Linked DNA regions of Zea mays: region 2 is linked to region 1. The links are chromatin contacts, called in public Hi-C maps. All regions are on one chromosome and are shown on one strand. The core of a region is the stretch at or near the end of the contact, and the rest is flanking DNA. Distances in the headings are between cores, read along the strand shown. Region 1 holds the start of LOC103647839 (exportin-T). Region 2 holds the start of LOC103647847 (pentatricopeptide repeat-containing protein At1g63070, mitochondrial).

Evidence for each region. Hi-C and Micro-C count contacts between places; a contact is called where the count stands out from the background.
Region 2: a contact with region 1 is called in a Hi-C map of leaf, with 7 times the contacts expected there. The contact joins the promoter of LOC103647847 here to the promoter of LOC103647839 in region 1. A contact is called at or near these places in 15 of 25 Hi-C or Micro-C datasets (bundle sheath, ear, endosperm and 6 more) and 2 of 3 datasets of contacts at active chromatin or transcription factors (leaf and seedling).

The regions. Positions count from the first base shown.
Region 1 is chr2:217,748,655-217,751,354 of Zm-B73-REFERENCE-NAM-5.0, forward strand. LOC103647839 (exportin-T) reads left to right here and starts at 1,406. Exons shown (of 14, transcript XM_008672349.4): 1 at 1,406-2,700. The coding sequence starts at 1,580.
Region 2 is chr2:217,952,026-217,954,725 of Zm-B73-REFERENCE-NAM-5.0, forward strand. It overlaps LOC103647847 (pentatricopeptide repeat-containing protein At1g63070, mitochondrial), which reads left to right and starts at 1,432. Exons shown (of 12, transcript XM_035965500.1): 1 at 1,432-1,861; 2 at 1,946-2,040. It also overlaps the pseudogene LOC103647844.

The sequences.
Region 1 (2,700 bases), core at 156-2,655:
CAAAATTTAAATGGACCGGCCATTTTTAGGCTTGGGTCGGGCCGGGCAGACCGAATGTACACTATACTCTCTATAAAAATAAGTCCTCATTTGATTTTCATGTGGAAGGCTAAGAACTAATTTGATAAGTGTTGCTTGTCAAAAGAGGTTTTTCCCGTGACTTTAATTTTTTTTTTCTTATCTTTGTTTAGGAGTGAGTTTAATTTTTGTGCACCGATACAAATAGAGACAAGAAAAATAAACATACCCCAATTATATCTTAGTGCTTCTGTTTTACTATATCATTGTGAAAACACGATAATAATTGGAATATGTCATACAGAGGACATATCCTGTGCAATCACTTATCCTGGTGCAAGCGTGCAATCAAGCGATCTGGTGCATCCGATCTAGATCTAATGATGACTGTTATTTTATATTTAACCCCTTCCACCTAAAACATAGTACCTATTTTACTTTTAACTCTTTCCATATGAAACCGTTAGATCTAGATTGGATGCTCTGGATAGTTTGATTGCACGTTTGCACCAAAATGAGTGATTGCACAGGATATGTCCTCCATCATACAGGGTGATATTTAGAGGTGGTCACATCGACCAGCTCATTGAATCAACTATTTTTTTCATATATATTTTGATCTAAAGATAGCAAATAGAAATAGAAATATATAAGCCTCGGGTCACCATCCTTGACCCATCCGTGACTCGGGTTTCCCCGGATGATATCTACTTTAATGCAGTAAAAAAACTAACAGTCAAAATGCTAAAAATACTCTAAGGACTAGTTTGAAAGCCACAAAATCGAAGGGGTTGAAGAGGTTAAAATCTCCTTATTATTATTTTGAATAAGAAGATGATTCTAGCCCCTCCGATTCCCTTCGATTTTGTGGCTTCCAAACTAGTCATAAGGGCTTGTTTGGAGCAAGTGGAATAAAGGTGATTAAGTAGGCTAGAATCTTTTAGGTTTTATTTGGATACTCTAATGTTTACTCCAAATGGACGTCCTGGCCTAGTCCTGCACGGGACCATTCGGCCCTACAGCTAATCTGGCCTTGTCGGATCGACCCACGGCCCACGCACGACATGCCAGCTGATCCATTAGCCCGGGCATTTGATTAAATAGATGAAAAAACCCAAAAAAATTATCATAGGTAGGGTTTAAACTCGCGCGACTAGGACAAAAGGCAAAAGACGTAGAGTGAGACTAGCTAACCAACAGAGCACATATTTTTTTATAGTATACATGAATATAAATTATAAATATATACACTATTTTTTGTAAAATAAAAAATATAATCACACCATCAGACCAGCTCAAACACTATTAAATTGGCTTATTAAATTGTCCAATCAACCCACCAAATACGGGTTATTTGAACATTTGTACCTTAAACCCACAATAAACCCACCGAGCCAAACCCCCAACCACCCTCGCAAACAACGCAAGAAGCACGGACTCGGGCACTCGGCTCACGGCGGAGCAAACCCTCTCGGCCTCTCCTCCTGAGTCCTGCCTCCGTCCCTCATATATTAACCGCAATTTTGTCTTCGCTTCCGTCGCCAGATTCCTCCGCACCGCCATGGATGACCTTGAGCATGTCATCCTTCTTGCCTCCGACTCACCTGCTGCCGCAGCGGCGTCCCCATCTATCCGCGCGGAGGCTCTCGCCTTCTGCGCCCGCGCCCGCGACGAGTCCCCGCCGTCGTCGCTCCTCCGCCTCTGCCTGTCCGGCATCGCCTCCTCCCCGCACGCTCAAGTCCACTTTTGGTGCCTCCAGTCCCTCCACGACGCGCTCCTCCGCCGCCGGCTCGTGCTCCCCGACGACCTCGCGTTGCTCCGCTCCTCCCTCCTCTCGCTGGCGGTTTCCTCTCACGCCGGATCGCCACCGTTCCTCCGCAACAAGCTCGCGCAGCTTGTTGCGCTCCTCATCCGCCTCGAGTACCCCCATGTTTACCCCTCTTACTTCATTGATCTCCTCCCGCCCGCACCGCCGCAGCCTGGCCCCACGGACATGTTCGCGCGGGTTCTAATCTCTCTCGACGACGACCTGCTCTCCCAGGAGTACCCCCGCAATTCTGGCGAAGCCGCCGACGCTATGCGGGTGAAGGATTCCATGCGCGCACAGTGCGTGTCCCAGATCGCCAGCCACTGGCACGCCGCCGCCGTGACTCTCCGTACAGCCGACCCTGCGGCTGCGGCGGTGGCCCTTGACGCGGCGCGCAGGTGCATCTCGTGGATTGATGTCGGACTGGTCGCCAATGATGTCTTCGTTCCTCTATTCTTTGACATTGCGATGTCCCCTGGAAGCGCGTCTCCACTCGCTGCTGCAGCGGTGGGGTGCCTTTCTGGTGTGGCGTCGAAGAGGATGGACTCAAGGGCGAAGGTGGGATTGCTGAGGTCACTCCTGGCTGCACAGCAGGGGCTTGGTAGCCCAGACAATGGGTTGAAAATGGCACCTTTGGTGATAGCATATGCTGCAGAGGCTCTCGAATGTCATAGCAGGCTTGGCCCTAGTGATGCTGATGGAGCTGCAGCATTGGAGATGCTGGAAGAGGTGCTACCAGCTGTATTTGCAGCTGCAGAGAGCGGTAACGATGAAGATGTGGATTCTGGTTCCGTGCTTGAGTTCTTATCTGGCTATGTGAGCACAATGAAGGCACCATCTGAGAAGCAGTTGGGGCACTTGGGACGGATCTTGGA
Region 2 (2,700 bases), core at 182-2,681, 200 kb after region 1:
TGCATCAGGGCGTGCAACAGGATGAACGACCAGTGTGCTATTCTGATGGCACAGGTCTGTGCGGCTCTAGCGTGCCTCGGCTGCTACGAATGCTGTGCGGAGGTGTGCTGTGGAGGGTCGGAGTCGTAGTAGGAAGTATGGAAGATTGGAGATTTGGAGTGTACATAATCGAGTTCGCGGAAGCCGGATTGTGAGGCGAGGAAGGATGAAATGCAATATATCAGCTTGATCGACGATTGGTCTTGGTTGTACATTGTCTCCTTCCAAACATTCTAATTTTCTCTTGTTACATGCAATGCAAAAGACGGATGACACAGTCCAGTCTCCAGTAGTGTACTTGTTTCTGAATAACTGGCTGGTCAGTGTTGGGACTTGGTAGTTGATGAGGCTGTCACGGCCCAGCCACGCCGCTGGACGCTGGTGCAGCGCCGTACCGTGGTTGCGGTGTAAAGAATCGGCGCCCAAATATTGGAAAAGAAATCACTAGCAAACGCGATAGCTGTCATAGTTTTCATACAACCAAACAGTGTGATGTTCTCTGTTAGTGCCGTAAGCTGTGGCGTCCGACAAAAACACGTCCGATGAGGCGATGACATCTCCTGAATGTGATGATGAACATCTGATGCGGAGGGTGACACTCGAAAAACTGCAGAGGCTGTCTACAGCGAAGTGCAGTTGAAGTACATGGTAGAGAAAAAGAAGCTCCATGCATAATTGTGTCCAGATTGCCTTAAACATACTCATCTACTACAAAGAAAGTGGGGCAGGCAGCTGCAGCCGCAGCCTCTGCAGCAGACATGCGCCACCTCTGGAACTGGGATCTCGTCCCTGTGGGCACCGGGCAACGATTAGTATAATGACCGGTTCCTCCCCGCCTAAGCGCCCGGATTAACTAGTAGAGCGCCGCGATTAGATTAGTAGTAGTAGATAAAATAAATTAAAGTCCCATGTACATGTAAGAACGTAACTGGATGTGATTGTGCAATTTGGCCACTACCATCAATCTAGCCGGCATTGGGTTTAGGCTAAGAGGTTCTAGCCCCTCTAATTTCCTTCAGTTTTCTAGCTCCCAAAATAGCTCTAACTCTATTTAATTCAGGGGGAGGCTGGTTGCATCCAAGGCCACTCCACCCTCTTCTCTTTCACTCCCAGTGAATTGTGTATGTAGTGAGGTGCATTAGTGCATAGCCAAGTCGGCGGCGTCCTGACTGACCAATCACATGGCACCTTCAAAACCCTGGAACCGATCATCGTCCTCCTCTTGCTCTGCTCGGATACTCACAGGGCATTGCTCATCCTTCACCGGACCGGGAGCAGTACGTACAAGACATGGGGGTAAATTGCACTGAAAGCTAGCATTTGGTTTTCATCCACTGGCAGCTATTTTTTTTTCAATGCATGTGTTCTTTCTTTCCTAGCTACTGTACGTTCCAGGGGAGGATCTCCGACCAGCCCCGGTCGTGGCCCAGTAAAGTGAAGAGGCCCACTCCGAGTACGCGACCGCCCAGGCGCCTAGCTGCAGCCGCCCAGCTCCAGCCAGTCCCGTGAACATCCTCCCTCTAGTCCTCTACCCTCCAGCTACAGCCGGCAGCCAGCACCCTGCAGGCCGCAGCGCCGCTCGCCCGGAGCCCCGCCGCCGCCGCAGCCTGCCCGGACCCCCGCCGCAGCCACGCCCGGAGCCCCGCCGCAGCCCGCACCCCGCAGCGCCGCTCGCCCCGCCCGGAGCACCCCCGCGAGCCTGCGACCACGCCGTTGTCCAGCCGCCGCTCCGCCGTTTGTGAAGCACATTTGTGAAGCAGACAAGCTGTGATTTGTGATTTGTGACCCTAACTGTGATTTGTGAAGCAGACAAGCAGTGAAGGTGAAACATGTGCTATTGTTTGCTTTGAGTTTGATTTAAAGTTTTGATTTGATTATTTATTTGGTAGTAATCCCATGTTTATAGGATATGTTTGTAGATATTCAAGATGAAAAGATTTTGAAACATTTTCGAGGCTTAAGAACTCGGAAGATAAATTTACCTCGCAACATCAACTCATGGTACGTGCAAGATTATTGTATTTCTAGAATTGGTATCGACTTATTTTTAGACTATATATTTCTTGAATGTTTAAATTATATCTTGGTTTTTGTGTCATATTAAACATCAATTGTATTTTTTGTTTGGTTTAAAAAAATCTATAGTCTTAGCTTAGCAGCCCCCCTCTTGGATCAATCCTGGATCCGCCACTGTTACGTTCCACGGTTAATTTTGCACTGTCATCTGCACTCCGCACTTCCGCAGATCGTTAACTGGATGCAGAACCGCTTCTGGGTTTTAATTCCGAAAAACTTTCATAATCCCCCCCTCCCCCCCCTCCCCCCCCCCCCCCCCCCCCCCCCCCCCCCCCCCCCCCCCCCCCCCCCCCCCCCCCCCCCCCCCCCCCCCCCCCCCCCACCTGGCTATGGAATAATATGTTTGGGCATGGTATGAACACCTATCATTCGTCGTTGGTGCATAAAACTATCGAGAAATGGACGAATTGCGGTGTTCTAGGAGAGCCCAGGTAGCTATGTCACCCTGGAAATTTGGTGATTCAGATGCCGACTGACTGACCGGCTTGACTGCCAGGCAACGACATGCTCAAGATTTTGGAGAGGATTTTGATCCGTCTGATCGGAGCGTGTGTTTTTTTTATGCTGCAGACCTGGCAGAGTTTT